2 separate regions of the Rattus norvegicus genome follow, and region 2 is linked to region 1. A link is a contact called in public Hi-C data. All regions are on one chromosome and are shown on one strand. The core of a region is the stretch at or near the end of the contact, and the rest is flanking DNA. Distances in the headings are between cores, read along the strand shown.

Evidence for each region. Hi-C and Micro-C count contacts between places; a contact is called where the count stands out from the background.
Region 2: a Hi-C map of Schwann cells shows a contact between it and region 1, with 6 times the contacts expected there. The contact joins two enhancer-like sites. A contact is called at or near these places in 5 of 12 Hi-C or Micro-C datasets (the A7r5 cell line, Schwann cells, frontal cortex and 1 more) and 1 of 1 datasets of contacts at active chromatin or transcription factors (oligodendrocytes).

What each region holds. Positions count from the first base shown.
Region 1 is chr7:106,632,657-106,636,987 of GRCr8, reverse strand. All of the region lies in intron 16 of Trappc9 (trafficking protein particle complex subunit 9), which reads left to right. Among named protein-coding and RNA genes, the nearest start is that of Trappc9, 250 kb to the left of the region's middle. Within about 2 kb of position 2,102, at least 55 of the 93 cell types and tissues checked have an H3K27ac peak or open chromatin away from gene starts, as enhancers often do. A contact at or near this core is called in the A7r5 cell line and Schwann cells, where this site is marked.
Region 2 is chr7:106,846,907-106,851,237 of GRCr8, reverse strand. The region is part of intron 6 of Trappc9 (trafficking protein particle complex subunit 9); the gene reads left to right. Among named protein-coding and RNA genes, the nearest start is that of Trappc9, 38 kb to the left of the region's middle. Within about 2 kb of position 1,772, at least 15 of the 93 cell types and tissues checked have an H3K27ac peak or open chromatin away from gene starts, as enhancers often do. A contact at or near this core is called in the A7r5 cell line and Schwann cells, where this site is marked.

The DNA.
Region 1 (4,331 bases), core at 853-3,352:
TTTGCTCACTACTGTTATAGTACCCCAAACTCCACTGGTTGTTGACTGTCAGTCTTTATATTGAAAAACAACCCAGGGGTTGGGGATTTAGCTCAGTGGTAGAGCGCTTGCCTAGGAAGCGCAAGTTCGGTCCCCAGCTCCCAAAAAAGAAAAAAAAAAAGAAAAACAACCCCCCCTACCCCCCCCAACCCCAGCCAGCACAGAGAAAAAATGCTTCAGGGGAGGAAGGAGGAGGAGAGGGAGGGTTTGGGTGTGTCCAGCACCTGCCTCTGGATGTCTCTTCCCACCCCCACCGCCCCAATACTCATTCCCCAGGATTCACTGAGGAGGTCCCGTTGCTAGTCTTGTTTCCCCATGTGGAAATAGTCCTATAGTGTTGAATCCCAGATGCTCCTATAAAAAGAGGTTCCTAAACTCTCCTCAGTGGTCCAGAAAAGAACTGATTAGACCGAGAAGGGAGTCTCAGTTGTAAGCACAATGCAGACCTTGTTCCTCTCCTCTGCCATCAGTTTGCACCTTGGGAGAGGGTCGTTGGGGTCTTTTCATCAATATTGCTCTGGCTGTTTGCTCTGTCCTCTTTTTTTTTTTTCTATTGGAAGAAACATTCTGTATCACAACTCAATGAATTGACATGGGGATTCAGTTACATTGTGCACGTTGCAAAGAGGCACTGAACTAACCCTCAAGATGCATCCTACACATAAGCGAGGCTCAGATCTCAAATGTCCTATAAATCCTTTCTCTTGCTCCTGCTACTTCTCTGGCTTGGCTTCCTGGGGAGGTCTCTCTGCTGCACACAGGGCCTTTCTCCTCCATCCCAGCTTCACCCTGTCAGGATCCAAAGGCTGAGGAGAGAGGTAAAGCTGGCCCTGGGTAAAATCAAACCAAACCAAAGCAAACCAAACCAAGGGAATGAGTTTGGCTACCACTGCAGAAAGCATGTTCTTGGAACATCTAATCCCCAGTTTATTTGGCTTCCTGTGTTTTATTTAACAAACACACACGTTTATTTTCAGGATATGCGAATGCAGGTTCTGACTTCACACATACACGGGTTGGGTTTTCAATTTCACTGATGCACAGGTTAAGATTTTCAATTAAATTTACACACATCTAATACATCTCTTTCCTTTATTTTCACCCATGTTGTCTAGAAAAAAACAAAACATTAGTGCTTTCAAAATTAAAGTTAACACAGGGCTGTAAGCTTTGAGAGACCACATAGTTTGTCTTTTACAAGGTGGTATGAGGCGTGCGTTTCAGCAAGTCTTCACTACATTCTACAGATCTGAAGGCCAGATGCAAGCTAACAATTAGCATATAAAACCCCTCGGAACAAAAGGAGCCGAATGTCAATCAAACAGTCCCTGCAGGAGGCAATTTAAGATTTTACTGAGGTCCATAACGACCACCGGAAGGCAGGAAGGTAACCCAGTGAACAGTTATAAAATTACCCTCCCCCAACCACATCAAAAAAGGAAACAGCACAACGGTAAAATTCCTACCTAATTTCTTAAGGAAGGTTCTGGTAGATTCCTAGCGTCTTGTTGCCTCCTGTGTGAATCTCACTAACAAAAGGCTCTCCTCTGTGAATACTGAAGAAAGAACCGGAGCATCCAGGACACAGGGGCTCTTCCCTGGGGTGGGGGGAGCATTCCGTGTGTTGATCCCCAGCGTGATCAACAGATAAAATGAAAAATACTTTGCTTCCTTGCTACAAGATGCCATATTGCTGGGATATTTAGAAATTTAAAAAGGTGAGACTTTTAATTTTTAGCTTTTGGTTAGAAATTATTAGTGCGTCATGAATTGCCCTCTGGTGAGTTCTCGGAAACCCCGTTGCTCGGCCCTTTCCGGCAACACAACACAATGAGCTTCTTAAAGCTCATTTTGGAAGACATAGTCCTTCCTTGTTAGCAAACCGTTCATGAATCGGGGTTAAAGTATCGGTTCGGCAGTCGGGTAAGGGTACACTGGTCACCCTGCGCCTCCGTCACTAGGACACCTTAGGTTACCACGGCAAAAGGGTAGTCTATGTCTCCCATAGTCTGTGCAATAGCGAAGCAGCTAGAATTCTCCCCCACCCCGCCCCCTCCAGGAGGGGCCAAGCAGGGAGAGCTGTGGGCAGGGCCTCGCGCAGCAATGCCAGATGTTACCCATGCTTCTCCTGTGGACCCGGCTATGTTCCTAACACTGAGCATTTTTGCAGCTGCAGCCTGGTCCTAGGTGGGACATAGTGAGGCATTCATTTTTGCCAAATGATTACTGCATGGACACTCTCACCCTGAAGACCCGGCAGGGCATCCTTAGTCTGTGGATCGTCATCTTGTGTGACGGCATGGGTAACTCAAGAAGATGCTGCACCACTGGGGTTGTGTGCCAGTCACCAATGGGCACCCGCTTTCTCTCTGTGCGCCCACACCAAGAACCTAGAGAGTCATTCTTACCCGCTAGATGGCACCATAGAATGTATTCTTAAAGTGCATACTGTCGCATTGCCACGCCTGCGTACTGAGATCCGTTGACTGCCTTGCTGCTATGGCCGCGGTGTACCGAGTATTTGTGTGGATATCCTTCCCCGCCAATTTAGTGGAGCATCGTTAGGCTGCAGATCTCTGCCCAGTGTGGCTGCGCACCAATATCCTAAAGATGCTGCCACAATAGAGCCATGCTGATCAACTGTGTGGCCTCATTGCACGGAGGACCTGGACTGTCGTCCTTTCCCGGTAGGTGGCGCCTCAGAATGTGTCCATAACCAGCAGATTGCCGCATTGCCGCACCTGCGCACTGAAATCTGAGCAGGCTCGCCCAGCAGACTGCGTCACAGCTGCCTGCTCACCAGATTTCCACAGACGTCTCTAAAGACTGCAGACTGCGGCACGGCTTGGAGCTGAGCGGATCTCTTTACTACGGTTCTGTGACGACGAACCGAAGAGGACCCGGTGGCCATCGTTATCCCATCTTTTTGTGATTTTGGGCTGTGTGGATAGCCCATCCAAGTGCCCGTGCTATGTAGAGGATCATTGCCGCGGCTCTTCAGGAAGCTCCGGCTCTCCGAGAAGATCCGCGGCCTTTTCTCTGAAGATGGTTGGGTAGAAGAGCTGCGACACAGCCACGGAGCTGGGAATTTTTCATTCGTGGTGCTTTCTTACACCAATGTGACCGAGGAATGGGCAAAAGGAGGCGCCGAAAAAACCCAGATGTCTGTGATGGTGCGGCTCGTGCGAGGGCAGCATTGAGATACCTTCGAGCACAGAACCCTACAGTTTGCGATGCAACTGGGAGCTTGGCTGATCTTTTTACCCTGGAGACGCTGGCACAGAGGCTTGCTATCACCCTGTGGATAGGCGCATTGTGGTCGTCGCACAATGATGAGCCATGGAGGTCTCCCCGCTTGGCTGGAACCTGGGCGTACGCCATTACTCAGCCAACGCCTGCACAGCTCTTTGTTATCATAATCCTGGGGAATTACACGTATTTGTGGCTACACTTCAGTGACTGAACGGATGTTCTTACCCTAGGAATAGAGGCACAGTGGAGCTGCACACGGATACCCAAGGAAGCGTCCTTAGAGGGTGGATCGCTTAAATGGTTTTGGTGGCGCACTAAGGTTCTTCATGGTAATTTTATTCCCGCGGATGGTGGCGCAGCAGAGCTGTGCACAGACAACCTCAGAATGCCTCACCCTATATGGCTGCTGCTTGCGCACTAAGGAATTAAGTGGATATCCTTATTTCGGGATGATGGTTTAACGGAGTCCGTACTACTTGGTGGATGCCTGCATGGTGTTGGCTGTGTACCAAATCCCCGAGTGGATCTTAACCTGAGGTGTTGCTATAACAGAAACCCTTACTTGTGGATAACTGCGTCGTGACAGCTGCATTTGAAAGGCCTAAGAGGATCTATCACAGGGATGGCGTTTCTGAGCTTCCTTAATTGTGTGTGACCATGTTTCGACTGCTGCGCGCTAAAGATCTGGGCTGATTATTTATTTATCTATCTATTTATTTATTCATTTATTTATTTGGCCCTAGGGATAAGGGCACTGTGAATCATCCTTCCTTATTTTGTGGGCAGCTGCATTGTGGTGGCTGCATACTAAGGATCAGAGAAGATTTTATTCTGGGAATGGAGGTGGAGTATTTAGAACCCATGGGCAGCTCTGTGGCCACAGCTGCACACAAAGGTTGGGTATGGTAAGACCGAGCACCTTTACCATGTGGATATATGCACTGTGGCAGCTGGGCATTAAGGATCCGGGCTGATGTTTTCCTGGAGCTGGTGGCACAGTGAAAATCATCATTTTACTGTCCCACTGCATTGGAATCTAG
Region 2 (4,331 bases), core at 523-3,022, 210 kb before region 1:
GGTTTTTAGGGATGCTGAGGCTCTAGTCCTTGTAGAGGACTGGAGAGTGGGATGCCCCATGCCAGGTATATACAAACTTAGAGAACTATGCACTGACTGAGGCCCTGGACATTGAAGACCCACCAGTGCCTGCCCCACAGACATGGAGCCATGACAAGGGGAAGTGACTGCCAAAGTGGCTGAAGAGCAGAGGTTGGCTGCTAGAGCCTCACTGGCCTGGAGCGTGGAGAGCCAGCTGGGGTCAAGCTGGTGTAGGTTTGCCAGTGGACAGGGAGGGCAACACACAGGGCAAGAGGGTGGGACCCTGATGTAAGCCGTGCTTCCGAGTGCAGAGTGCTAGGCCGCATCAGGTAGACTGGAAAGGGTCCAGGGAAGCCTTGAAGTTTGTTGTAGCCAGGAGGCTGGGTTTAGATTATATGGTCCTGTGTCCCTCCACTGCTCTGCAGTGGGCTACTGCTGTTATCATCAGGCCCAGGGCTTCAGGAGACAGCTTTGACCACAGAAGAGGCTCCCAGCAGACCTGGAAGGTCTGGGAAATGGAGTCTGTTGGGCTTACTTGGTTTGGAGTACTGGGAGGCTGCCAGGCACCCCAGCCCTGCTCCGCCTCTACAGTCCTGTGGGTCTTCACTCTCTGCACTTACTGAAGTCAGATTCGCAGATTAAAGGGAGGGGATTTGGACTCACTGCAAAGGGTATTCACAGTTGGGCACTGCAGTCTGGATCAGTTCTGCTATGGCAGTGCTCAGCGTCTGGCAAACACTAGAGGGCAGCAATACTCCGTGGCAATGGTGGCCCTGCGGCACAGGGCGGTTACCAGCCTGGCCTTTCGTATTCTGCCCAAGAGGAAGGCACTTTGCGGTCTTTGACTCATCCTGATGTTTGTCTGCTAGTTGACAAGGCAGTGAAATAATGATTTCTGGTGTGATTTTATAATCACAGTAAAGAGAAGGACCCGTAGTTTTTCTGAAATAGAACAAGCTTTTGGTTCTTATTCAAGTGTGTTCCACTGTGGAGCTGATGGTAACGAAGGACTTCAGCAAATGGTGGACATTTTGGAAGGCGTGGAGATGTGATTAGTGCAGGTTCCATCTGTCCTTAAGAAGCCTTGCATGAGCCGGTAGTGGCACAGGCCTTTAATCCCAGCACTCAGGAAGCAGAGGTAGGCAGATCTCTTGAGTTTCAGGCCAGCCTGGTCTACGAAGGGAGTCCAGTTCCAGAGAAACCCTGTCTCGGAAAACCAAAAACTCAGACCTGGAGAATGAGACATTGGGCTTTAGCGGTGCTCTGCAAAGTAGACGCAGGATCCTTCTTCTGCGTGCAGGCACAGGGTGACCTGCATGTGCAGGCACAGGGTGACCTGCGTGTGTTGACTGGTTTAGGCAAGTGGTTTGTAGTAATTATCTGGTGCTCCCAAATGGCAGCAAATAGCTGACAGTGTACAGATCTGGCCATGAAGGTTTCACAGGCAAAGGACAAGGTTCATGAGAAGAGAGGGGCTGGGACTCCAGTCATCATTTCCTCCGTTTGGGCTGGAGGAGCCCTGCACCCTTTCAGCCTGTCTTCTGTGGAGAGCAAGCCCAGAATGGTTGGGCTTTTGGAATCACAGCGAATAGAATTTAAAGAACAATGGGAGACTTCGTGAGCTGAGCTGGGTCTCACTCACAGCCACTCCTTGAAAATTGCAAATGCTACAGGAATGCATACACACTTAGTGACATATATCCGCTGGGAACACCAGGGTTGTGAGGAGGCCGCAGACCTCACTGGCATCCATTCACATTCTTCTTGAATTACGAATCTGTTCCTTGAGATTCTACGGTCTAAATGTGGCCAGCCATACCCACAGAGGGAGAACTTGGAAAAGGGAACAAGGGCCCCAGCACCAAATAAGATGGTGGCTTAGAGGTGAGGGGTCTCTGGGACGTGTTTTCATGCACCCTTCCGGTTCCTTCGCCTCCCTCCCATCTGGGATGGGCAGGAGCCAGACTAGGCAAAGCATGTCTGTCCACCTGCTTGCCTGCTCCAGAGTCCAGTGAGCTGCAGTCATGGTCTGCACTGGCGGAGCCGAGTGGGAGAGGAGTGGAGCGGGAATCCGCTGGTAAACAATAGATGTGGAAGTAAACAATTCCCAAGTGAGTCAGAGCCACAGAAAAAGAGAACAGGCTCCCACTGGATCCCTTCTATGGGGCAGCTCAGGAGGCATTCATCCCAGGAACATAAGCATTGTTGCAATGCAGAATAAGGCGCAACAAAGAAAGGCTGTGCTGGCTGTCTCCCCAGCAGCTGGCTTGCAGGGCTTGTAGCGGCTCCATCTGGGGCTAAACAGACACCAGAGAGGTCTGGACAGCTTCCTCACCAGTTGCAGCCAGTTTTAAAGATGGGGAAACTGAGGGTGAGACCCAGCTCAGCTCACAAAGCCTCCTATTGTTCTTTAAATCCCCCTTGCTGTGATTCCAAAAAAACCCCACCGTCCTGTGGCTCCACTTCCCCCACCCCTACCTGCGCCAGGTACTGAATACATTTTTGTTTTCAACAGAAAATGGCAGGTGACCTTAAGAGAAAGTGCTAGTGAGGAAGTGTTTGCAAAACTAGACCAGCATCTCAGGGTCACACCAAGGCCCGTTCCTCCCCCTCCTCACATCTTTAAGTTCCGGAATGATTGGTGCCCTTTAAAAACATTTTCCTTTATGAGACTTTTAAGGGGACTTTCAACCTCTTTGTCTTTGGTTAATTTTCTTTCCATTCAGATTTTATGCAGGCTACTCCGTTCACATGCAAGAACAGCCTCCGCACATTTCTTTTTTGATGGGTTTCCTTAATGAAGCTGTTGCTAAGGAAACCCTGCAAGAGCCGGGTAGGCACCAGGGTGGTTGCAGCCCTAGTACTCCTGTCAGGTTGAGCTCAGAGTCAGATGGCTGGGAGAGTGGGGAAGGAAGGGTGTCACTTACAGAAGGGGCTGAGGTAATGCTGTGACAGGTCAGAGCTGGCCAGCTGGCCAGTGGCTTCCAAGGACAGTCCGTGGAGGAATCCACACGAGGAAACCATTGAATGGGGAGGGAGGAAGGTCATCTGCTACATTCCTTACTGCAAAGGAAGAAGGAGAGAGAACTGAGACATTTCTGGTCTAACAGGATTCTGGTGTGTGGCTTGACTTAGAGTCCTCAGGAGAGTGGAAGTCTGAGGATCAGAGATCTGCGGAGACTATCAGGTGGTCTTGGGGGCCAGCTCTGCTCTTCCCCTGGCCTCCGACTTGGACAAGGCACTGCCTATTGAGCTGAGATTCAGATCACCACTATGATCAGAAAAAGTGATAAGAGAAGCCAGACCTCTGTGCCCTGCAGGCGGCTGTGATTTTAACGTTGGGTGAGAGGGATACTCGAGAATCCCTCTTTGAGGACTTGCAAGTCACTGTGGTCTCATGGCTTGGGGAATCTTGGATTTCCTTCTCCACTTTAGTTGTTAGGAACCTTAGCGTCAAGTCCACAGATACCTTAATAATAACATTTACTTCCTGGCAGGCATTTTCCTGATCGAAACTTCCTCTGGTTTTATTTAACTATAATCTCATGTTTTCACCTTGATTTTTATCTTTTGGTTGTTACTGCTCTTAAATTGTGTGTGTTTAAAAAATTGATTTTAGATTCTTCTTTAGAACAAGGCAGAATGTAAACAGATGCAGAAACAGAGAGTACGGCAGCCACTGCTTTTAGAGGTTCCAGGGTATGTATTTACCTTCAGAGGGTACAGCTGAGGTGAATGTTAAAGCTGTTTTCAGTGGGCGACTCTGACAATACATGCAGACGCTGGAGAAGGGATGGGGGCTTCTCTGTGCAGGCACAGTGCTAGTCAGAGACGAGACACTTATTAATCTCTGACGCATGATTCATCCGGCTGCTGTCTCGAACGAACGGCACCGCTCAGAGCAATGACAGCAGCGACCGTTGGTAGGGATGCAAGGCGTCCCACGAAGAGCTTCGCGGCCTCTCTGCATTTTACACTTCCAGGCCCTCCTGTGAGGAATTGTTTTTATCATTTCATATTTGTTATGCAGAGCAGACTTGGTTTTTTATTTGGGAGAGCGATCTGGAAGATTGCCAGAGCAGTACAGCCAACACTAGGATGCCCACTAGCCCGAGGATGGTGCCTGTCCTCATCACCCAACTAGCTTGCCTGGCGCAGGTTTCCAAGTTTGTCCCCACCATAGTGGAAGTCAGTACGTGCTTCCTTTCTGTGGCCGGACGATGGCCACTTTATTTACAGGTCTGGCTTTCCTTTTATGCCCCAGTGGACAGCAGGGGCTTCCCATTATTATTATTATTAATTATTATTAT